Regions from separate parts of the Sus scrofa genome. Here region 1 is linked to region 2. The links are chromatin contacts, called in public Hi-C maps. All regions are on one chromosome and are shown on one strand. The core of a region is the stretch at or near the end of the contact, and the rest is flanking DNA. Distances in the headings are between cores, read along the strand shown. Region 1 holds the start of LOC110255953 (probable low-specificity L-threonine aldolase 2). Region 2 has its middle 14 kb from the start of SOCS3.

Region 1 (6,487 bases), core at 163-2,662, 69 kb before region 2:
TAAAGCGCACTGTGGCTCCCCTCTGCCTGCGGCATCAAGTCCGAACCATGACATTCAAAGCTGGTGGGATCTGGCCTCTGCCTCCCCCTCCCGGCACAGCGGTGGCCCCCCTCCCCCCCCGCTCCAGCCGCACCCTGTCCAGATCCTGAGCCTACTCCTCAGCACTGTGCCTCTCGTTCCCCAGCATTCCCTTCCCTGCGCGGGGCCGGGGTTCGGGGTGGAGCACGTCACTCTTCTTTTAAGCGGTTCCTTCACAGAGTCGCCCTTTCCTGTAAGTCCTGTGCCTCCCTCACCCACCCCCAGTCCCCAAGACACGCTCTGCGGACGCCTGCTCACCCCAGCACCTCCTTCATCCCAGGGGGGTAACTGTCTATGCAGCAGGCTGCCTGCTGAGCAGTGGCCCAGCATCTTTGAGGCTCCAGGCGACAGTGGGTGTCTGCTGGATGCATGATCAGCGCCATCACCACCGGACGCATAGCCATTCCCTCAGGGCTCAGGTGGTGACCCTGTGGCTTGGCCCTGGCACGGCTACCGTTGTATGCAGCCCAGCCATAGCATTGGCTCACCCTGGCAGCAATTCTCAACCCAGGGTGGGGGCACCGGTCACCTTGAAAACACTGGTGGGGTTTTTAGAACCCACTCCTCGGGAGGTGCAGCCTGTGGAGAACCCCTTTTCTAGACAGATTTTCTGTTTGTTTTCATGTGGGCAAGTGGTGGGTTCTAGAGTGAGACGATCTGGCTTCACATCCTGCTTTGCCATTTTCTAGGTATGGGACCTCGAGCCCTTGGCTTGGCTTCTCAGAGCCCTCCTCTGCAAGATGAGCTAACATCCAGCTCATGGGCAGTGGGGCCCCACCGGGTCGTGAGCCCACGAGTCACCGGCCGTCCTCTTAAGTTGCAGATTCTGGCTCAGCAGGTCCGCTGTGGGACCCGAGAATCTGTATTTCTAGCAGGCTCTCGAGTGACAGGTCAGACTGAGTTGCAAAGGTGCCAAGCGCAATGCCCAGCCAGCAGCCGGGCCGCCACCCCTGGGTCCCAGGCCACCTCTCCTGCCAGCACCTCGGACAGCGCGCTGGGGTCGCCGCGAGGACCCCGGCCTGCACGCCGGGCTCACCGCGCACGGTGGGGTCCTCGCCATAGTCGTCGTCCCCCACGACGGCCTCTGCCATGGCGCGCCTCATGGCCGGCCCGGGCTGGGTAACCGTGTCGCTGCGCAGGTCCACCACGTGCGTCGGGACCCCGGCCAGGCTCCCAGACCCCCGCGCCCAGAGGGCCCAGTGCCGCCGGGCCGCGGCCCGGGACAGGCTGGAGAGCATGGCGGGGGCCGCGCCGGCCCCCTGCCCCGACTCTTCCCGGCGGGAGCGGCCCGGAGCGGCGGGGCAGGGCTTCCCGGACTTCGGCCGCGGCTGACCAGGGCCGGGGTGGGGATGGGGCTCGGCGTGCAGGGAGTTGTAGTTCGGCCGTCAGGGCCCCGCGGCATGCTGGGAGTTGTAGTTCAGCCGTCGTCGCGGCGGGCTGCGAGCGGGCGCGGAATGCGGGAGAGGAAGGGTTCACCCCGCTTACCCAGGAGGAGACGGAGACCAGGCAAGTGGTTACAGAGCAGACGCTCGTGTGCCTCTTCCCGTCGGCCCGCAGCGTCCCGGGCACTTTGTAAGTGTGGGCGTAGGTAAGCCTCCCAGCAGCCCTTCGAGGGCAAGTACTGTTACCACCTCGTTTTGCACGGGGGGAAACTGAGACGCACAGAGCCAGTGAACGGCCCTAAGGTCGCTTGACCAGGAGAGTCCAGCTCTGAAGCACTGTGTTACCTTTGCCCACGAAAAGTAGCTTCCCTTAGGAGTTTCTGTCCTGGCTCAGCAGGTTAAGACCCTGACTAGTATCCACGAGGATGCAGGTTCGATCCCTGGTGTTGCCACATAGATCGCAGACACAGCTGCGGGCAGTTACAGCTCTGATTTGACCCCTAGCCCATGAACTTACATACGCGGCAGGTGCAGCCCTGAAAAGGAAAAAAAAAAAAAAAGGCAGCTTCCCATCATCTGCTTTTTTCAGTTGATGACCTACTGGTGATCAGGCTTTGTCTGGGTGCCAGCAGAGGGATGCAAAGATGGTGCAGCACATGGAGGTGTAATTAGAGGGGTGCACGGAGAGCCCCCTCCTCCACACCCCTGGCCCTGGAGGGGTGGACTGCCGAGGGCCCCTGCAGGGTAGTAGTCACGCCCGACTGACTTAATTGCCTACTTACCAGGGTGTGGCTTTGACAAGCCAGTTGACCTCTCTGTGCCTCAGTCTCCTTACATGCAAAAGGAGCTGTTTTGAGGATTTGGTGGCAAGGTGCTTTGTGCTGAGCGTGGTGCCTGCCTGGTAGTAAGTGCTCCGTATGAATGTTTGCCCTCTTACTGCTGCTGCTTTATCATGGTTTCTGGTCACATCCCGGGGTCCCCAGGCTTGGTGCTGCTGTGGGGTGCACCCTGACTCAGCCAAGGCTGGGCCTCCTGCAGGGTGACCTACCCTCACTCAGGGAGTGCCCAGCCCAGTTCGGCAGCTCCCCTTCCCGAGTGTAGGCCACAGATGTCTCTTCCCCACTGGAGGAGGTCAGTCCGGAGGGGCTACAGTCACCAAAGAGGCACCCGCAGCTCTGATCAGGGCACCCCTCAGCAAAGAGGACTCTCAGCCTTCACCTGACATTGACCTTCATCGGAGCTCAGCTGTGTGCCTGCTCCAGGTCGGGTCTGCAGATAAATGAGAGCAAGAGCGGCCTGCTCGTGGCGGTCAGACCCTTGGGGTGGGGACAGGATGCTGTCTGCTAGTGCTGGGAGAAGCTGCCTGTGGCCTCGTCAAGGCATCAGGGTAGGCTTCCTGGAGGAAGCAGTGATTGGGCTGAGCTTTGAAGGCAGAGCAAGGTGTTAATCAGACAAGGGCAGAGGGAACTGCATGGGGAAAGGCTTGGGGTAGTTGGCAGCTGGACTGTTTGAGGTCCTGCAAGAGGCCCAGCCTGGCTGAAGAAGGCAGCAGGGGCTGGTGATGGAGCCCAACAGCTACACCCGGGGTCAGGGCCACCTCCCTGGAACTTTCCACCTCTCCCCTGTGCCTGTGGGACCATTCCCAGAGGACGGAAATGGTGAGTCCCCATGGCGTCTGGGACCCGAAGGCTCCCATCCAGAGGAAGGGCTCGCTGTGCCCTCCCCCACCCGAGAGCCCTCTGGCCCTGACCCGCAATCTCCACCGAATTCCGGGCCCTTAGAAAACAAGCCCCTTATCTCAGTGTCTGGCTCCAGCCCTTCTGCTGGGAAGTGGGGGGCGGAGAGCAGAGGCCTCCGTGGGAAGGAAGGGCGGGGCTGCGGCCGCAGCGGTGGCTCTCAGGGGAGCAGGGAGAAGGGGCCAACCGCTGGCTCCCCAGGCACCGCAGAGCCACAGAATGGGCCCCGCTTTGCCACACCTCCCCAGCCCCAGCCTCCCTGCCAATGCTCCCAGTGGCCTCGGGGAGGGGCACTGGGCAGGGGCTTAGGGCTACCCGAGAATGCCACCAAGGTGTCACAGCTGGTCACCACGCTGGGCCTTTGTCCTCCCATAGCAGAACTGTTTCTCCAGGAAGCTGGCCTCTTCCTGGGAAGGTGGGGCCCAGGAGAGGGTGCTTCTGCCGGGTGGCTCCTTATCACCGCCTGCCTCTTCCCAGGGCAACTGGGCCAGCGTGGCCTCGCCCAATGCTGGCTGGCCAGAGTTGGGGAATGGTGGGCTCTCAGGGGACAAGGGCGGGGGCCTCCCTGGGCCACTGAGGCCTGTTTCTGATGTGTCAGCATGGAGGGAGGCCCTCTGACCAAGGCTTGGTCTCCCGGGGGTTGTCTAGGCACATGCATATGTGTGAAGGTGTCTTTTCCAATGTGCATGCTTGTTGGTGTGTCCATGCATGCAGGCACGCAGACGGGCGTGTATGCACGTGGGGGATATTTGTGACCTTGTATATAAGTCTGTGTTTGTGGGGGAAGGCATACGTCGGAGATGCTGGGGGTTCGGTTCCAGACCACGGCAATAAAGTGGCTACATGAAGTTTTTGGTTACTCTGTGGACAGAAAAGTTCTGCCTATGCTGTACTGTAGTCCTTTAAGTGCAGTGGCATTATGTCTAAAAACAAGGTACATACCTTCATTTAAAACACTTTTATTGCTGGCGTTCCTATCGTGGCGCGGTGGAAACGAATCCGATTAGGAACCATGAGGTTGCAGGTTCAATCCCTGGCCTCACTTAGTGGGTTAAAGATCCGGCGTGGCCATGAGCTGTGGTGTAGATCACAGACACGGCTCGATCCTGCGAGGCTGTGGCTGTGGTGTAGGCTGGCAACTGAAGCTCCGATTCGACCCCTGGCCTGGGAACCTCTTTATGCTGTGGGTGTGGCCCTAAAAAGCAAAAAACCAAAACTATTGTGTTGCTAAAATTGCTAGCCATCCTCTGAGCCTCCAGGCAGTTGCAATCTTTTTTGCTGGTGGGGGGTCTGAAATATTGTGAGGCTGACCAAAACGTGAGCCAGGGACCCAAAGTAAGCAGGTACTTTCGGGAAAATGGCGCCAATAGACTTGTTTGATGCAGGGTTGCTGCAAACCTTCAGTCTGTTTAAAAAAAAAAAAAAAGCAGTATCTGCTGAGCACAGTAAAACAGCCTGTACACGTGTGTGTTTGTGTACATGTGTGTGTGTGCCATGCGTGTGTGTATCTGTGTAGGCCTATGTCTGTCTCTGTGCATGTGTGTCCCTGGGCCGTGTGTCTGAGACCGGGGTCACCCTGTTTGTAGGCTGGGGACAGTTCTCGGCGCCCAGGCCAGGATGAGAAGCCAGAAGCCCCTTGTGCAGCCAGCCTGGCTTGTCCCTCCCCCGCACCCCATGTCACTGTGCTGACCCCCACTTCCCTCCTCTTCAGAAGGAGCCAGCCCTGTCCTCAGCTGCCATCCTGGAGGTCACGCATGCAGACCCACCCACGCCACACATCAGCTGTCCCCCTTCTCCCCCATGGCCACCACCCTGGGTCAGGCCACCTTGGGCTCCTGCCCCCAACTCCCTGGTGGCCTCCTCCCAGCTGCCTCCCTCTCGCCGCTGCAGCCACCTTTCTGTTCCCCGAATGCGCTGGCCTCACCCTCACCCCGAGATCTTTGCACCTGCTATTCCCTCTGCCCGGAAACCCCCAACCAGCGGCACGTGTCCCTGGTTGCCACCTCTCTGTCGTCTTGTCTCAGCTGAGATGCTCTTTCCGGGAAGCTCCCCGACCCTGGTCCAGTGGGGGAGGGAGGTGGCTTTCCTTCTGGGGGTGCGGTAGGGGCTTTCTGTTCACTGCCTGCGGGTTACGGGCCTGTCAGGGACACTCTTGGCTTTCACGGTGTGCCGTGTGCCCAGCCCAGCGCCGGCCTGTGGTACTCATGCCCAGTGGAATGGATGAGGAGGGGGGACGTGGTCCCTGGACCCCGGGACCCCGGGGAATGTGGAGACTGTCAAGTGAGGCAGGGGGCCCGATGGGGGCTCTGACGGTGGAAGCCCCAGGGCCCTGGGCAGGGGGAGGCGGGCGGGGGCCCAGGCGCTGGCCCTGCCTCGGTCTCTCCATGGGGAACATTGGGGGTCCCGGAGGTGGCCCTTTCCCTGGCTTCTCCTTGCCGCTCCCCAGAGCAGCAGGAGGACACGGACAGGCTTTCGAGGGAACAGATACAAGTCCTGGGGGGCTGCCTCTTGCGGCACCCCCAGGCTCCCTGGCACCCCTCCAGGGGCAGGCTCTGGGGTGTGGGCACGCGCACACTCACACACACGCACGAGCCAAGTTCAGTGTGCGTATTCCTGTAACACTGGGCCGCTGGCAGGAAGTGAGCGGCGGGGAGGCCGCTGCTGGGAACCCGGGGCTGGCCCTGCCGAGATAAAGGGAGGCAGCAGATTGGAGCTGGAGATAGCAGCCCGGGTCCTGTAAACAGGTTGGGGAGATGTCCTCCCCATCCGTGCTCTTGGCCCTGAGCCTGCAGGATCTATAGGGCGCTGGCCTGAGTCCAGTCCCAACAGCCCGGGAGTCAAGGCAAAGCTCTTTGTACCATCATCTCTGAAGGTGGGGGCTGGGGGTGGCAGAGGGACAGACAGATCCCCGGGCCTGGGGGCCCTGGCCATGTATGGCAGTGGGCACACAACTGGCTCCAGTGGGGGCCACCCCATGTCAAGGCCAGGTGTGCTGTTGGGAGGGAGGGAAGGGGGTGGGAGCAGCCCCCAGGGAGGGAGAGGTGACAGTGCATCAGAGGGGTCCCCTCCAGAGCCATCTCTGGAGTGCCAGACAGGGCGAGGGACCAGGAGAAGGGGGGGCTGCACCCCATGCTCGGCAGGCGGGCTCTGCAGACAGGGCTTGGGGTTCTGGTAGCTGGGAGCCCTTGCACTGTGCAGCCCAAGGGGCAACCCCAGAACTCACATCCTCCCTCCTCAAGGGCCTGGACCAGGAGTGCCAGGAGCAGGACTGGGTTGGGGGCTGCGTGGCTG
Region 2 (6,445 bases), core at 912-3,411:
TGGGCCCGGAGCCACCGCCCCCCACCCCCAGACTGTGAGCCCCCAAGACAGGGCAGACGCTCTTCTTTCAGGAAACCAGGACACGAGCTGGAGCGTTTCAGCTGGAGCTCTGGCCTCCGACACAGACGCACATCTGGAAAACATGGCCTTCCCCCGTGGATCCCCGCTTCACTCACACATGCGAGGTGCAGGCTGCAGCCTCTGCGTCAGGAAACCAGCTGAGTCAAAACACTGGGTTACTTATTCACGAGCCAGGGCGCCTGCCTGCCTTGCAGGGTTTCGCCCCACCTGTTCCAGCGAGCCCGGAAGAGGTGGAAGTCGGGGCCCTGCGGAGAAAGTGGTTTCCTGACTCTTCCTGGGCCCCGTATTAGAACCACACTTTCTTCCCTCGCTAGGTCTCTCTCTTTCTCATCTAATTTCCATCCCAGGTTTGGTGGCTTTTGGGCTGATCTTTGACCCGTATCCCGCGGTGGGAACCCCGGCCAACCCAAGGTGTAAAAAAACTCTACGGCACCATGAAGTATCCTTATTTCCACCGTCTTTCTTTTTCTGGGGATGAGTTTGATTTTGTATTCACATATAATCGATTCCGTCTTTATTTTAACTGAGTCTAAGTGTACATTTAGTACATGTGTGATACGTACAGGCATCAGTGGGATAATTTGAGAGAAGGAGACTAGCTGGGGGGTGTAAACTGCAGGCAGGAGGAGAGTCTGGGGCGAAAGGGGGAGCTTCTGGAGACCCAGCAACTAAGCCTCGAGGCAGAGGGACGTGCTGCGGGCCCGCTGGGCCTGGGCGCTGGCCCCGCCAGTGCAGTCCCTCAGTCTCCCTGACCGTCAGACTCTGCCTCTGCATGCCAGGTGGATGGGCCCGTGTGGGTCTCCCTCCCTCCTCCTGCAGTGGGGTGCTGGCGGGGTGGGGACCCCCCGGGGGCTGGTTAGAAATACAGCATCTCAGGCTGTGCCTGAGGAGTCGGAGTCTGCGTTTTAGCAAGATCCAAGTGGTTTGTGCCGACCTGGAAGTCCGAGAAGCGTGGGCTCAACATCAGGACTTAGTTAAAACATCTGGCAGAGGAGTTCCCTAGTGGCTCATCAGGTTAAGGCTCCGGCGTTGCCACCGATGTGGCTTGGGTTGCTGCTGCGGCATGGGTTGGCTCCCCAGACCTTCCATATGCAGAGGATCGGGCCAAAAGCACCCAGCAGAGCGTAGGGCAATGCTGGCTTCCCTCCTCTACCCTTTCCCGAGCATCCTCGGACTCTCTCTTTAGGATGCCTTTTGCTCTGGAGGGAGCAGATGGGGTTAGATTACAGGTGTGACTTACTGATGGTTTCTCGTATATTCTGTCTCCCTTCAACCACGATGTGGGAGAGACCACAGATACTCTCATCCGGTTCCCACATGGAAGAGCGTGGCCCTGAGGAGCCCAGCAGGGGGTCCTAGGGTTACAGAGTAGACCCAAGGGAACCAGAGTAGATGCCCAGGGCTTCGTCCTCCAAGCCCAGGACACCCATGAAGCGCTCATTCCCTCTGGTGGGGGAAGGGGCCCAGTGGGCAGCTGGGGCACCCGCTCAGTGGAAGGGTTAGCAGGACTGGATGTAAAAAGACCCCAAGACGGGACAGCAGGATAAGGATCCTGCATTGTCACTGCTGTGGCTGGGGTCACTCAGGTGGCTGCTGTGGCCAGGGGGCCGATCCCAGTCCAGGGAACTTTTGCATGCCATGCAGGCGACAAAAAAAAAAGGGTGGGAGGACCAAGGGACTGGAATTTGGTATCCTCCACACAGTAGTCTGGCAACTTCCATTTATGACCTTGTGGGGGGCATCCCTCCTGTGCTGGGCACTGGGGATTCAACCTTGAGCCATATGCATACCTGGGTGAGGGGCGACGGTCAGGAAGGGCAGTGGCTGTGCCCAGACAAGCACAGGGGGCTGGCAGACCATCCCAGACAAGGATGGGGGCAGAGGGCCGAGAGGCACCTGCATGGCAGCCGGGGAGGAGGGGGCACCGTGGCCACAGGCTCTGGACACTGCGTCAGTAAAGGGAAGGACCCGGGTCTGGCCAGAGAAGGGGAGGGAGCTGGGCGCGGCCTGAGAGGAAGGTGGGGCGCTGGGGAGGGAGGGAGCCCTGCCCCTGCCTGCCCTCCGGCCGCTGCGCACCCTGCCGGGAAGCGCTGGGGCCGCAGCTGCTCGGCCGCCCGGCCCAGAATAGCCTCCCTTCCGGGCAGGGCTGCCCGGGCCGCAGCGCCAGCGCCCGAAATAGGGCTGGGCCAGGAGGCCGGGGACGGCGGCGGGCGGTGCGAGGGGCCGCCCCGGCTCCGGGGACGCCGCGGGAGAGCGGGCCCCCTGGTCGCGCCGCGGGAATCGGACCGGGATCCCGGGCGGGGCGCTGACCTCCCCGCCCGCGAGGAAGCCCGTCGGGGCCGCGGCGCTGATGGAAGGCCTGAGGCATCCGCAGCTGGCGGCCGCTCGGGCGGGTGCGGGTGTGGACACCTCCCGTTCAAACGTGGTCCGGAGAGGCGCGGTGGCCCCGAACCGGGCGGCGGGACCGAGGTGCGCCTGGACCATGGTCCGCGTCCAGGGCGGAGGAATCTGGACGTCTCCCCCGCGGGGGAGGGGCGGCAGGGACCTGCCTGCAGGGACACCCCCACCCAGGCCCTGGCCCGCCACCCCCTCCCCGCTCCAGCGAGTGCCAGCGGTCAGATGCCGTCCTGGACCAGGCGGGCTCTGTACCTGCTGTGCCCAAGAGGCGCACCCCGGGGCCCCCGCCTCCCTGCCTCGCTGGCCTAGGCTCCCACTGTTCCCCTCCTCGGACCCTGAAGTGGAGCCTTTGGAAGATGCCTGACCTCATATTGTGCCCAAGCAGCCACCGACCTCCACCCACCTTAACCTTCCAGCTTCAGTTTCCTCATCTATTAACCAGCCATTAGTCATAGCGACCATACAGCGCGGTTGTGATGAAAATAGAATAATTATGTAATGTGCCCCTCTTGCCTTCGCCCCCCTCCCTCCTCCATCAGGCCTGGGACCAGGTAGGCCCTCCCACCTCGCTGTCCTGCCCCCTCCCAACCCAGCCTGGAGCCGGTGAGGTGGATCCATCCCTGCGCCAGCGCCCTCCCCGCCCCCTCTCCCCTGGGGGTTACCTAGGAACCCGCCTGATACAAGAGGATGGTTCAACTTGCTGTCGGAACCTGCAGGAATCCCAGGCGGAGGTCCAAGAATATTAACAGGGAGCCCAGGCGGGCTGAAGTGAGTCAGCCTCTCCTGAACGTTAGCGGCTGCTTCAGCTGCCCTTTGCTGCCTGGGCCGCTTGGTGGCTGGGACTAAGCGGCCCCTAGAAATTGCTGGGAAGATGGGTCCTGGGGGTGGTGGGGAGAGCCACCCATGTACCAGGCTGGGCAGGGGCTCTTGATCCGCTGCCCCCTTTTTGTCTGTGGGAACCAGGGCTCAGGACTGGGGAACAGTGGTACCCCACGTAAGGAAGGGCGGGCCTGGCTTACTGTAACTGTCTGGCGAAAAGCCTGATTGTCCTGCGGTTGGGCAAGCCAGCCAGAGAGGGGCCCTGGAGTAGGGAGCTCACTTGCACTGTGTGAGGGGTGCAGGCGGGCACTGCCGCTTTCCCAAGGAGAGTTAGGAAGCCAGGCGGGGCTGCCAGGAGGGTGCCATTTCTCCCCTAAGCAGGCTAGATTACTTGCGAGAAAATCTGTCCAGGAGTTCCCATTGTGGCTCAGCTGGTTAAGAACCCAACATGGTGTCCATGAGATCCGGGTTTGATCCCTGGCCCCACTCAGTGGGTTCAGGATCTGGCATTGCTGAAAGCTGTGGCATAGGTCGCAGATGTGACTCGGACCTGGCATTGCTATGGCTGTGGTGTAGGCCTCAGCTGCAGCTGCAATTCGACCTCTAGCCTGGGAACTTCCATATGCCACCATTGTGGCCCTAAAGAGCAAAAAAAAAAAAAAAAAAAAAAAAAAAAGTCTGCCCAGGGCCCTCAGAGCAGCCAGTGCTGACCCAGCACTCACTAAGTCTAGGCAGTGTGGGAGCTCGTTCACTGATCTGTGACAACAACCTGGGGCGTGGGGGCCATTACTCTGTCCATCAGGCAGCCGATTCAGAGGCCTGCCCTGGTCTCCTAACTTGGAGCTGGGAGTGAACCCAGGCCCCGAATCCCCGCTCCATCTGCCCCCTGAGTGTGGGAACTAGTGTGGCTCAGCTGACACCCAGCTGCCTGTGCCCCTCCCCCGGGCACGCTGTTTGCTCGGTACTCAGCTGACTTCCTGTCCCTGGAAAGGCAGCTGCGGGTATGCTGGGGCAGGGCGGTCCCCTTCCTGTGGTTCAGGTAAGAGCATAACCCCCTGCCTTCTTGGCATCCTCCCTCTCGCCTTTCCCAGGCTCTAGACAACAGACCTGGGTACCCCCAGAAACCTCTCAGGGCCAGAGGTGTGTCCAGAGTCCCCAGTTGCAGGAGACGGGCCACCGGGGCAGACAGAAAGGGCGGCAGGCCCTGGTTGAGGAGGGTTGCAGGAGGACCTGAGAACTTGCTCCGTGGCCAGCATGGACCACCCGAAGCTGTCTCCATCACGCCTCCTCGCAGATGAGGAGGAAGATCAGAGTCCCTTAACTTCGTATCCCCAGCGCCCCTAAGCTGGTCAGCTGGTCCAACAGGAACACCTGAAGGATGGAGGCGGCCATGCTCCTGAGTCCATCTCATGGTCGGATACCCAGGGTGTGCAGAGAGCTGGCTGCTGGGCGCCCCCCGAACTTTTCTCTAGGTGACATGGCCGAAGAACGGTGGCACAGGCTAGATTTCCCACGCCCAGCCCCAAGGCTCCACCTCCCTCTGTCTCTTGCCTATGGAAGCTCAGAATAAGCTTTCTAGAGGATGCACTTTCTTGCGTGTGAGGTCATCTGAGGTTGCAAAGACTGAAGCTCTTCACTAGAGAAATATCAGAGACATCCCTGCAGCTAAATGAGGCAACGTCTGTGGGGGACCGGGCCATGCCAGGCAGGCTACAGACGCATGCTCCCTCCTCCCCAAGAGGCACGGCCCTTGGCCATGCAGACTGCCTCTCAGCCCTGCCCTTGGCCAGGCCATCTGCTGGGCCCATCCCCCGGTGCCTTTTCAGCCTGTCCCTCGCTCAAGATGTCTTTGATGAAGCATCTTCCTCGTGTTGCTCTGCCCAAGAGCAAAGAAGGACACATTTCCCAGGCTCTTCCTGGAAGCTGTAAGAAAAAACAAACAAAAAAACCCTTGGTTTTAGATCCTGCAAGACCAGCCAACAGAACTGGGTTGATTAGTGTCCCCCAAATCACGTCCACGTGGGATCTGTACATGTGACCTTATTTGGAAATAGGGTCTTTGCAGATGTAGTTAGTTAAGATGAGGTCATACTGGCTTTATTGGGGCCCTAATCCAAGGATTGGATACAAGAGGGGGGAGACTTGGCCACAGACACACAGGGAAGCCAGCCATGAAAAGACAGAGGCAGAAACTGGAGTGATGCGTCCACATGGTCGCCAAAAGCCGGGGAGAGGCCAGCAGCCACGGGAAGACGGAGGCAGCAGCCACGGGAAGACGGTGGAATTCCCGTTGTGGCTCGGCAGGTTAAGAACCCGACTAGCATCCATGAGGACGCAGGTTCAGTTCCTGGCCTCGCTCCGTGGATTAAGGCTCCGGCGCTGCCGTGAGCTGTGGTGGAAGTCCCAGATGTGGCTCGGATCCCGCATTGCTGTGTCTGTGGCTGTGGCTGGCAGCTGCAGCTCCGATTCCACCCCTAGCCTGGGAACCTCCGGATGCCCTGGGTGCGGCCCTCAAAAGACAAAGTAAAGAAAGAAACCAGAGTGGTGCATCTACAAGCCAAGGCTGATGACGGTCACCAAAAGCTGGGGAGAGGCAGGGAAGGACGGTCCCCCCGAGACTTCAGAGGGCCCATGGCCCTGCTGACATCTGGAGTTTGGACGTCTGTCTCAGGACTATGAGAAGATTTGCATCTGTTGTGCTCACCCCCCTGGTCTATGGTCCTTTGTTCCAGTAGCCCCAGGAAGCTCCCAGGAGCACCAAATGTCACACAGAGGTCAGTCGAGGCAAACAAGACGAAATACGGCAGGCACATAAAGCAAAGACTTGGACGAGTTTTAGCAAGGAGGGGACAGGAAACGACTCTTCCTAAGCATCTTCCTCCCCAGCCGGGAACAGGAAACCGAGGCCCAGCCTTGCCGGTCCTCACGTTGCTCATAGCAGGAATGTGTAGTGTTGGATTCAGCCCATGTGGGTCATCTCGGGGCGGGGGCGGGGGGCAAATCCACGGCATGCAGAAGTTACTGGGCCAGGGATCGAACCTGTGCCACAGCAGCGACCATGCTGGATCCTTAACCTGCTAGACCACCGGGGAACTCTTGGAAGGTCGTTTTGAATCTTGTTGGTGCCAGAAAGACCCTGCTAATAATA

Evidence for each region. Hi-C and Micro-C count contacts between places; a contact is called where the count stands out from the background.
Region 1: a Hi-C map of alveolar macrophages shows a contact between it and region 2, with 2.5 times the contacts expected there. The contact joins the promoter of LOC110255953 here to the enhancer-like site in region 2. A contact is called at or near these places in 1 of 5 promoter capture datasets (liver), 5 of 47 Hi-C or Micro-C datasets (alveolar macrophages, epiblast stem cells, liver and 1 more) and 1 of 2 datasets of contacts at active chromatin or transcription factors (alveolar macrophages).

What each region holds. Positions count from the first base shown.
Region 1 is chr12:3,723,667-3,730,153 of Sscrofa11.1, reverse strand. It overlaps LOC110255953 (probable low-specificity L-threonine aldolase 2), which reads right to left and starts at 1,412. Exons shown (of 7, transcript XM_021066526.1): 1 at 1,115-1,412. The coding sequence starts at 1,316.
Region 2 is chr12:3,655,762-3,662,206 of Sscrofa11.1, reverse strand. No RefSeq gene overlaps it. Among named protein-coding and RNA genes, the nearest start is that of SOCS3, 14 kb to the right of the region's middle. Within about 2 kb of position 2,161, at least 40 of the 83 cell types and tissues checked have an H3K27ac peak or open chromatin away from gene starts, as enhancers often do. A contact at or near this core is called in alveolar macrophages, liver and retroperitoneal adipose tissue, where this site is marked.